2 separate regions of the Mus musculus genome follow, and region 1 is linked to region 2. The links are chromatin contacts, called in public HiChIP or PLAC-seq maps. All regions are on one chromosome and are shown on one strand. Each heading gives the region's core, a stretch centred on a gene start, on an enhancer-like site or on the middle of the called end of the contact. The rest is flanking DNA. Distances are from core to core; before and after follow the strand shown. Region 1 holds the start of Il6st (interleukin 6 signal transducer). Region 2 has its middle 18 kb from the start of Gm15322.

What was found. HiChIP or PLAC-seq counts read pairs in DNA pulled down with a chosen protein or histone mark.
Region 1: a contact with region 2 is called in an H3K27ac HiChIP or PLAC-seq map of regulatory T cell precursor, with 4 times the contacts expected there. The contact joins the promoter of Il6st here to the enhancer-like site in region 2. A contact is called at or near these places in 1 of 39 promoter capture datasets (pre-B cells) and 4 of 115 datasets of contacts at active chromatin or transcription factors (double positive thymocytes, pancreatic cancer cells, regulatory T cell precursor and 1 more).

Annotation. Positions count from the first base shown.
Region 1 is chr13:112,461,991-112,467,833 of GRCm38.p6, forward strand. It overlaps Il6st (interleukin 6 signal transducer), which reads left to right and starts at 2,080. Exons shown (of 17, transcript NM_010560.3): 1 at 2,080-2,260.
Region 2 is chr13:111,974,234-111,979,797 of GRCm38.p6, forward strand. No RefSeq gene overlaps it. Among named protein-coding and RNA genes, the nearest start is that of Gm15322, 18 kb to the right of the region's middle. Within about 2 kb of position 3,683, at least 92 of the 459 cell types and tissues checked have an H3K27ac peak or open chromatin away from gene starts, as enhancers often do. A contact at or near this core is called in double positive thymocytes, pre-B cells and regulatory T cell precursor, where this site is marked.

The DNA of each region.
Region 1 (5,843 bases), core at 830-3,329, 490 kb after region 2:
GGGGTCCCTGGAGATCAGAAGAGGATTGTTGGATTCCCTGGAACTGAACTTACATTGGCTGTGAGCCACCTGAGATGGGTGGTGGGAATTGAACCTGGGTCCTCCGCAAGAGCATCAGGCGTTTTAACTGCTGAGCCATCTCTCCAGTCCCTTTGCTCAGGATTTTAATCACTCTCACAAAGTGTGAGTTGCTGTGTGGCAAGGCTTGAGCTGAGCCAATACAGACAAAGTGATAAGTCATGTATGCGAGAGAGGCAGTATAGGCCTTCGGATTCCCCACCCATGGTCCAAGGCAGGTGAATCCATTATAAAACATTCACCTCCTTCTATCCACAACCACCTCAGATAAACAAACTTTTAAATAAATGCTGTAATGCAGAAAGGTCTACTGAGGTGCGATGGCAGAGGAGTCATTCGAGGACACCTGATATTTACTGAACAGTGCGTCAAACCCTCTCGCTGTTTTAAATAAGTTCATTCTTGCAACTTAGCAGGTCAGAACCGTCCTCCTCATTTTGCAGATGAAGAAACTCAAGACTTTTCCAAGGTCACAGCAATGGGAAGTAACAACCGTAGGATTTGCATTTAAATAGTCGTTCAGCAGACCTACTAAGCACCTTTGTAAGGTCTTCAATTGAACAAAGGCCCTTACAAGTCTTTTCCCTCCATTCGATCTTGTCACACCCTGAGCAAGAGACAAACACATCTTTAGCTTCAGCACATCAACCACTAGTGTGTTTGAGACTCTTTTAGCCAGGCCCTTGGCAGTGTTTTTTCAAACTAGCTGACCAACAGCTAAGGGGTCATAATTCAGAGCTGGGGGTATAGAGATGCAACAGAGGCAAGAAAAGGGGGAGGGAGGGGCAGAGAGCAAGACTGCAGTTTGATCCATTTGATCTCATCTGAATTGTCAATATAACAAAGAACTTTACAATGACTAATTAATGGGTATTTGTTTGCTCTGCAAATCATTATGTTAGCCTTTCTTCCAAAAGTCTCTAGCCTTCTCTCTTTTTTTTTTTTTTTGAGTCATTTCTTCACTTTTAAAAGTTTTTTATTGGGAATTGTATACAGTATATTTTTACCAGATTTTTTTTTTTTTTTTGCTGTTCCCTCAACTTCTCCCACACACCCCTCCATCCGTCCAGCTTCCTGTCATTTGTCTCCTTTAGAGCAAAACAAAAGGTAGATGTTGGGAATGAGAAAATCAATTTCCATCAGTGGAGTTACACTGATTATATATTATATCAATTGCACTCCAAGGGCGGGCTCCGTGCTCAGTAAAAGATAACCAATGCAAATTGGAGTGTTTCTTTACAGTTACACATCCCTTATCTTTTAAGTTTCTCAACTTGCTTGTATACACACTACACACATACACACATCACACACGTGCACTCACGCACATTGCAGCCTTAAGGTCGTTTTCCAATCAAGGGAAGGGTGGTGGATTACAATGAAATAGGTTTTTCCTTGGTATTTCTAATCACACATCAGGCGACTCAAACCGCAAAAAGATAACAGTTTCTTGGCAGGTCACCAGTTCACGGATCAATCAATGACACCCAAACTCATTTACTAACAACAACAAAAATTGCACAGTAGCAAGGTTCGTTTACTTAAGCCTGGGTCCGAAGCGGTCACTATGGGCGAGTACAGTCAGGGCCACTAAGTCCTGCCCTGTCCCCAGGGAGTTCCCTTGCCTCCAGAGTCCCAAGGGCCTCCTAGCAGTCGCCGGAGGCTCGCAGGCCCTCTGGGGAAGACAGCCCAGGGAGACAGCCGAGGTCCGGGGAGAGGGGTCGCGGGAGGCACCTGGGTTGCTGTCCGCGACCCATTACCCTAGAGAAAATGGAACTTTCCGTTCCGGCCACCCACCCAAGTGCGGCGGGGAAGCCTTCGATCTAGTCTAGGAAAGGCGACCAGGCTCAGCCTCCGGAATCCCGGACGCCGGGAGCCGCGTTACGGGAATCGCAGAGGCCTGCAGTCCCGCCCCTTCGTCTCCGGCGACCCGGAGCCAATGGCCGCGCGCTCCGAGACTGACCAGAGCCAATGAGCTCGCGGTCTCTGGCTCCGGGGGGCGGGGCCGTGGGGGGCGGAGCTAGGAGAGCCCGGGTCAGCGGCGGACGGAGGGTGGCGTGTGCGGTCGGGAGGCCAGAGCTTCGAGCCATCCGGGCTGCGGCTCCGCTGAGGGACCGGTGGTGTGGGCCGGGATCCGCGGGGCTGAGGGACGCTCAGGAGCGGCGAGGCTCGCGTCCGGAAGGTGAGAAGAACAGGGCCCCGGCGCGGGAGGGTGCGGGTTGCCTGGAGCGGCCGCCACCTGGCACCCGAGGCCCAGCGGGGCCGGGCTGGACCGGCGCCGAGCGCACGCCCGGAGCTGGTCGGGCTGGCCTGGGAATCCCCGCATTCCTTCCCTCCCCGCTCCGGGCTCCGACTTCCCTGATGTTGTCACCCGCCTTCTCCAGCCGCGTTCCTGACGCACAGTTCCGAAGCCCCCGCCCCAAAGTCCTCTCGGGATCGCGCGTCCTGGGTGACCGCGTCCTGCGTTCTTCCAGTTCCCGTGCCGTGCTCCCTGATCCTACTCTGGACATGGCCCTAGAAAGTGTGGTCTTCTGTGTCCCGTGAAATGCTACCGTTCCCTGCTCTTGATGTTTCTTAATCCAGAGCGAACTTTTCACCCAGACATCTTAACATTTAGGCGTTAATGAAAGTCCAGTGTTTATAAATATTAACTTTCCCTTCGGTCCGTACCCTTCCTAATAAATCCCGCGTGCCTTTACATCCCGAGAGCAAGCCCATCATCGGTCTTTAGATTTTCACCTCCTCCCCTAAGCGTAAACGTGTCCCCTTCTCCAGCTGGCAGGGGGCTCTCTTTTGGATGAACAACCAAAATTCAGAAACTCAAAGCAAACATAATATAAAGGGCTTGGTCCACTTCTGTTCTTGTCATTTTTCCATTAAGAAGAAACTCGTTTTGGCTTAATTTGTATAGTTATTGGACATTACAGCAGCTGTACTGCTTAAAAGTAGTCAGTGAGTGCTGGAATGTCAGCGCGAATCTTCTGAAAAATCTTTGGTCTGGTCAGTGTTGTAAACAAACTCTTTTAGACCGTGTGTGACTGACTGACTGCCAGCTTCCAGTTGGAACGACTCTTAATTTGAAATTACTGACACATTATCAGGGGATGATCGTCATCGTCTTAATTTTCCAAGTTTGTGTTTATATTTATCATTGGGAATTATTTTTGAGCTCTGATCTGGAATGCTACATTTGTAGGACTAATCTGCTAGTCGGTTAAATTCTGTTTTCCACAGGTTTCTGGGGGTGGGGTGTGTGTGTGTTCATTTGCTTCTACTCACAAGAGAAAGAGAGAGAAAAAATTACAGTGGGGGAAAGGTCAGCTAAGGATAAACTTTATAGTAGAAATTTGTATTGTTGGCATTAGTGATTTAGAATATTACAAATACTGTTACCCGCTCATTTAAAGCAACATTCTTATGTAACTGGGCATTTTGTTCTGTTTTATTTATGACTTTGTGTTTTCATTTTGAAATAGTTTTTCCTAAGAGAATGTGGCATTTCAGTTCAGTGCTAGAATGAATACTGATTATTATATACCTATGAAGTGGGTGTTACAATATCTACCTTCTAGAAAAGGGAACAGGCTCAAAAAACATGGCTCCAAAGCCTGTGCCTACAAACTGTTGTGTTGATGGATCTCTTATCGCATTCCTACAGTTTGGTCTGGGGAGTTGAGTGTTGTCCACAACCCTGCAGTGGGAGCAGGAAGGGGTTTTCCCTGGAAGTGATCTCAGGTGTCATTTTGCCACACATTTGCTTCACCTGGCCCTGGTACATTTGCAACTTGTCTGCTAAGGAAGCAGGAAGTTCTTAAAGCTTTCTCCTCATCTTTGATTGCAAACGTGGATTGATCACAGGTGAGGTTTCTGGTGAGATGATTTTAGTAAGCATTCAGCCTGCTCTGGAATTTATAAAAGATGCCTGAGATAGCACCTAGGTTTTTCAGTTTACAAAATCGGGTAAACAAACTGTGTGAAAAACTACTCGGATACGGGAGTAGTTTCAATGAAATAATGAGTGATACAGAAAGTACTGTGGGTGTTTAGGGATTGGAATTGAAATATTCAGTGGGGTTCCCAGAGGTCAGCCTGGGAACCTGGTTAAGGTTTGGGTAAAGAGGAAACTAGAGAGATCGAAATCCGGATGTAGAACTGCGGCTAGAACGGGACCATGGGACAAAGTAAAGGACTACCATGTGCCGTTACCACAATATATTCAGTTTACTATCTACTGCTTAGGCAACTTGGTATGTCAGTCACAGAACATTTGGCTTATGTTCATGTGCCCTTCAAAGCCTTATTAAATAGTAGGTCTTACTCGCCCCTTTTATACAAAGGCGAACACGTTATTATCAGATTCTATATTTATACATAGATTTCCTGAGCTCTGTCTGAGCCCTTAACTGTAATACGTTCTTTTTCATACCGAATATATGAATGGCAGAGTAAAGTGACTATATTAGGTGTTTTAAAGCTCATGTTTACGCTGGGAATGTAGCCAGTAGTCGAGTGCATGCCTAGCATGTGCCAGGCCCTGGGTGCACCTTCAGGCTGCATACACGCACATTCTCTGTCAGTAGCACTTACATACGGACATACATGTGCAAACTAAACGTTCTTTTAGTTGTTCCCTAAGTGCCTCAAGAGTCTCAGCATGTGAAGTTGTGTAACTCCAGTGCTACACGGTGAATCCTCTTAGGGAACTCTGAAAGGGCCCTGGGAACACAGATGTCTGTGAATGTGGGGGAAATCCCACAGAAGAGATGTCCGTTTGGGTTATAAACAGTGGAACAAGGCAGAGTCAGCAGGGCACTGGCACCGTAGAAGCAAACTATAGCCCGGGTACAGGCACACACTCCCATCAAGAAGGTGTGCTGGAGGTTTGTGGTAACCTGAGCTCACCCTCTAGATGTGGCTGCCCTGGGAACTGTGAAAGGTAAGACCTGATGCTGAGGCCACGCAAAATGAGGAGCTTAAATATTTGCTTTGCAGTTGGAAAACGAAAAGAGTCATTTCAGCATAATTGGAATAAAAAGCCAACTTGCTTGTAATTTTCTCCCGAATAATAGCATGATGGTTTGAGAGAAAGACATCTAAGCATAGAGTTTTATTTATGTGGTGGGCTGGGGGTGGAACATTGTGAAAGGGCCTTTCCACATTGTAAGCAAGAGCTTTGTCAACTATGCTGTCCTCTCTATTATTGGTTTTTTGTTTTGTTTTTTGTTTTTTTGTTTTTTGTTTTTTTTTTTTTTTTTGGTTGGTTTTTCGAGACAGGGCTTCTCTGTGTAGCCCTGGCTGACCTGGAACTCACTTTGTAGACCAGGCTGGCCTCAAACTCAGACATCCGCCTGCCTCCGCCTCCTGAGTGCTGGGATTAAAGGCGTGAGCCACCCACCACGCCCGGCTGGTATTTTTAAATAAAGTTGAACATTGGAGAGCGGTTGGACAGTGCAGGTGATGAAAGCAGCTCTTGGGTTCTCTGGTAGGTGCTGGCTTTTAAACAGTGCTTCTGAACCTCGCTCTGGGAGGACAGGAGCTGGGAGTGCAGCACTGTGCTGTGCTCAGGTCCAGGAGGAGGTTGTGGCAGAGGAGGGGCTGGGAGCTGTGGTAAGTGCTGTGATCAGTCCAGTGCATCGAGACAGACGAGAAGTCTGGATGAGATTGTAACAGAAAAGTCAAGTTATAAGACAAGAGAAGAGCCAACTTGACTGACTGAGGCAGCTGATAACGTTGAGTGGTTTATAGGTATGTGAGGGGGTAATACA
Region 2 (5,564 bases), core at 2,433-4,932:
TTCATTTTTTTCTTTTAGGTATGATAGTTGGAGAAGCAACTTTTCAAAATTCTTGTGTTGCCCTGATCTGAGTCCTGAGGCAACTGAACGGAGCCATCACCACATACTAATTAATGACTCCCCTGGCAGCTCTCATTTGTCCAGACAGAAAGGAGGCTGCCCACACACTTTTCCCTGGAAAATGACAACTCTGCACTAGTTCATCCCCCACTCTCAAGGGGCAGGCGTGGCCTTGTACTGACCTCTCCATGTAGGCTTTTAAAAATACACAGATGCAGAAGGGCTCTGGTCTGTCTGTCTGTCAGACTCTCCGGTCACCTGACACTTTTATACAGCTCTACCCAACACCCACTGAATCTTAGATTCACTACTTGTAAAGCGGACATGGTGGCTGCACATAGAACTGCTGGGATTCATTCCCAGAGCAGAAGCTATGGTATTGGCTGTAGTGGGAGGATTATCGGACCACTGACATACAGACAGGGCCCGTAGGTTCTGAAATTTCCTCCTGTTTAATTCCGATCCTAAGAATGCACTTTGGCTGCTCTTCTGTGCATGCTTGCATAGACTTTCCTTTGTCAACTCCTTTCTTTGCTAGAGTACAGCATCTTATTTCATTTAAGAAAGAAAGATACTATGCATACCCTTAATGCATTACAGAAGCTATGGCCTGAGAACACTTAGTAAATAAAAACTTACGTCAGGACAACTCTTGGTGAAGTTAACAAAGATCATAAGAAAAGAAAGGATGCAATGGAGAGAGAGAGAGAGAGAGAGAGAGAGAGAGAGAGAGAGAGAGAGAGAGAGAGAGGAGGGAGAGAGAGAGAGAGAGAAAGAGAGAGAGAGAGAGAGAGAGGGACAGGGTATGCTCAATAGTAGAACAGTTTGCCATTACTTAATTTCTTCTCTCATCTTCATAAATTTCAATCCACAAATACAACTGGCCCACTGTTGTGAACAGTCATTTTCCAGAAGAGGAAACAGATACAAGACCCATGAGAATAATTGAAATCTAGTCTGGATAAACTTAAAACAAAAAACCTACAATGACATCTATATATAGATCAGACGAATAAAAAATTAAAAGGTAGCAAATATCAATTATTGAGAGTAATATGGAGCAGTGGAAGGTCAAAAATTGCCTTGAGGAATGGTTCGATCACTGTGCAAAACAATCTGGCATCAACTAGTAAGACTGAATGTATGCATACAATATGGCCTAGAAATTTTTCTCCTATGTATCCCAGAGAAAGTTCTATTAAAAAATCATTCAAAAAACATGTTCATAGAAACATTACTCTCGTGAGTGAAAATCTATATGTAATCCTAATAGCTATCAACAGCTGGATCCGAAAAGGTCAAGGGCACACACACTACTGTGTGCACACACACTACTGTGTGCACACACACTACTGCAAACAGTGACCATGAGTGAGGGTTCTGTATTTCGTCTCTCACTCCAGCTATCTATCTATCCACACACATCTGAACATCTCTATGTGCACACACATGAATGGTGAATGATCTAGAACCAGAAAAGGAAATTACCGAGCCAAAGACCCAAGGTGCATTCAAACTGATATGACCATAGATTGGAAGCACAGAGAAAAAAACATACTGAATGACTCAAACTTGAAAAAGATGTTAGAGACAAGACAAAGGAAATGGCATGTCTGGAGAATAAGGACCACTTAACATTGTGCTTTTAAAAACAAGAGAATGCTTAGTGGATGTCTTCTGCAGGCATGAAAGTGACAGATCAAAAAGGCTCATGTAAGGCCCTCTGCAGGAGTCAGAGCAGTGGAGGGATGCAGGGATGTCGTTCTGCAATTCTTGAGATAGGGCATGCTTAGTATGCATGATTTAAAAATAATAAACATTTTTAAAAGTTAGACTAAAAAGTATAATAAATATGGCTACAATAATATTTTACTACAGATATTGACAAAATAAGCATGCATTACTAGAAAACGAAGGGTGAGATTAGCTGGAACAAGTGAATCTTAGTTCAAATGTGGGCTCAGGGAATTGGTTGGAGAAGCCCAGCGTACATCAAGAGAAACGATTTGGTAAGAGTATTTGTTAAAGCACAGCATTCATCCTGGCTCAAATATAAAGCTGAAATAATTGTAGGGAGCACAGAGAGAATTTTAAAACAGATTCCAGGGCCTCGAGACAGACACACAGGCACATAGACATCTTGACACGAAGTATCAGCAGCTCGCACTCATGTTGTCTTTACAACTAGGAACACTGCTGTTGAGCTCATTTTAACTCCTGATAGGTCAATGATTTCAACATAAAGCAAAATTATAATTATACAACTGCCAGTACTTAAACAACAGCTCCTTCAGGGTGCTTGACTTCTGCAGCAGCCCATGATCACTCCACTGTGGGCTTCCTTCCACAGCAGTGTAATACCTTTTCCCATCATTCATTCCTAATAGGAGGTCTGGGTTCAAATTCATTCCCCACTGGTGGTAGGTAGCTTGATTGATAGATAAAATACAGAACACTCACTCGTTTTCACTGTTTGCAGCATTGTATGTGGTCCAGCTGTTGGTGGCTATTAGGATTTCATACAGATTTTTCATTAATGAGAATGATGTCTCTACGACCATGCTTTATAGCTCATTGAAAGCTTGGTCCTAGTCTATCGTATCCACTATTTATCTAGCAAGAGAGTACCTGACACAAAAGAGGTGCCCAATAATGAGTATTTGTAAAGTTCAAACACTTATGGTCAAATAAATGGGTATAGACTTGGCATGAAGTAGGTCTTTGAAATAAATATTGTAAAAGAGAAACCATAGAATCAAATAATGGAAACTACTGACTACACCACAACAAACAAAAAAACTGAATGGCAGAGGAGAGGCAAAGTGGCAACAAGAGGAAAAATGTGTGAAAATGTCCAGCAAACTGTACAAGACCTGTGCAAGATCAAGCCAGTCAGCATTCTAGCTTGGAGAGAGGGCGGGGCTTATGATTCCCTGCCTCTAACTGAGGAACTATCAAGTTATGGTTTCTGAGAAATGAAGAGTCAGTTTTCTTTAAAAGTGTGGTCGCTGTGCTCTGGTGGGTGACCCTGTAACAAGAGAATATAGGTAGCATGTGCAAATCAAGCTTAGTGATATAGATATAGATATAGATATAGATGATAAAGCTATAGATATGGACATATAGGTACATAAATTCATAGGTATATAGATATATAGATTCATAGGTATATAGATACATAGATTTATAGGTATATATATCTATATAGCTATATAGGTGTATACATATGCATATAGATTATCACACATACATACATTTGTGTATATGTATATACATGTATATTATATATGTGTGTGTATATGTATATATATATGTGTATATATATGTGTGTATGTATGTGTGTATTCTATATGTGTAAATTCTTAAAATGAACAAAATATATTTAAAACATCCAGTAAAGAGTTACTGTCCCTCATTGACAGGTGGCTCTTATAAATCTATGACAAAAAGATGACCAAAGACTGTGCTTGTTAGCCCCACACATGCTCCTCATCTCCACAGTCTTGTTTGCAGCGTTGTCTGGGTTTGGATGGGTAGCTCTTGCTCAGCATCCGTACGCAGTTGCAGGCTGTTATTAATGAGGGTGCGCACTCGCTGGGAAGGCTTCCGTCACCGCCCGCCCGCCTGCAGCTGCTTCCGGCTGCTCACTGCAAGCTGCTGTGGTTTTACTGAACTTCGAGTCTCACCCAGCAGAGAGACAAGGTCCCGGCAGAAGCACTCCGCCAGGCAGAGTTTCAAAGGGACCCGCCGGACCGTGTGCAGCTAAGAAGGCGGCTCAGAAGTCACAGACACACTCCTGTCATCGTCGTTGTCCAGTTAAGCGTACGGTTCAGATCCAAGGAGAGACTCAAATGCTCCTTCCTCAATGCAGAGACAGCATATGCAGCCCAGAAAGGAACAGCATGGGTGGCAGCGGCCATCTTTGTAGGCTACCCTCTCTCCCACCCACTGCTTGCTTTCTGTGCTGTGCAGGAAACACAATTCAGATTTCACCTTCCAAGAAGGCCCGACTTTTTTTTTTTTTTTAAATACATTTACTAAAACCCATTTGGTGCTCAGTGGCTAATGTGCTTTCTTTTAAAGTCAGACGTATTTCTTTCAAAACCAGCTTGTTTCTGGCGATCTGTAGAGATTTGCCGTTTCAAAATGAGTGACCTTGACGCACACCTCCAGGCTCAGCCGTAAGACATGGTGCACAGGGTACTTTCCCTCCATCTTTGAATTGGACCCTGCGGTTACTGAGTTATGGGAAATAGTGCCATGATTGCTTGCCGTGTGTGTGTGCATGATCGTGTGTATGTGTGCTCACATGCTAGGGAGCCAGGTGCCACTGGGTTTTGGATTAGGAAGCTGGCTTTGCATCTATTTGAATGCTTGAGCAGCCCAAAGGGTTCTTGTGCACAAGCCCTGCCTTGGCTAACTCCTGTTATTATCTTGCTATGGAAGGTCATGCCAACTGCTTAATTACACGGAAAGTTATGAAACAGCCCAGGCAGCAGAACACTGATCAGCTGTGGACTCCTAAAGGAAAATAAACCCTTCTTGCAGCCAGGATGGCTGCGAGCCACCAGGCGTGTCTGTCCGTCCATGCCTGCATGTATAGCTCCCTTGTATAAAAGGGGTGCCCATGGCTGGGCAAAGTCCTGGATTCACCTTTCTAACAGGGTTATGGGTCATAACACAATAGAACCATTTTAATCAGAGCGAGATTATATCTGAGCACTTCTAGTCCGACTTTTCCTTTCATTGAATGTAAACAATTAAACCTCTCTTGGAAGCTTTCCTGTTCACTCCACAGCACGCCGCAAAATAGCCATGCCGAGCACTGAGACGGGCATTATTAAAGAGAGCCAGCTGCTGCAGTTTCAGGCCCATCTGACTTACCTGCCCTTCAGCCATCACCTCCGAGGGGAAACTGAGTTTATGGAGGAGCGGGCTCTTCCGGTTTAGTCTGTCAGGTGCCTGCCAGGCTTGGCTTCATTCTCACCTTAAAAGCACTCAGATTTTGGATTTTTACACATTGCTTTGTTTTATCTGCCTTCATGGAGAAGACGCCAAAAGAGGCCTTTGTGGTAATTAGAGGCTGAGGGGAAAGCAGACTTCTCGAGAAAGAGAAGGCATTTCTGTGCTGAAGAGCCCTTTTCACCGGAGCAAGCAGGATCCTCTCTACTTCTACAGGAAGCAGCTTGCCCACTGCAGAGGGGTGGGGTTCCCTCGGATTTCTCTGAAAGCATTTGGAGAAGGAAAAAGCCAGGCTCCAATGCCAAAAGACAACTTTAACCCTCCACTCGCAGAGCCCAAGGTCAACCAAAGGTCACAAGAGTACTGCTGAAATCCGAAATCCGCGGGCTGGGGAGCTCCCTCGGGGCTGCCTCTGATGCTGCAGGAATCGATAGCTGAGATCCACTCCCTAAAGGGCTCACTTGTTGGCCTGTGACGGATGAAGTGGTTCGAGGTGCCCATTAGGGTGCAGAGTAGACACTGATATAGACTTGAGCTCCCAC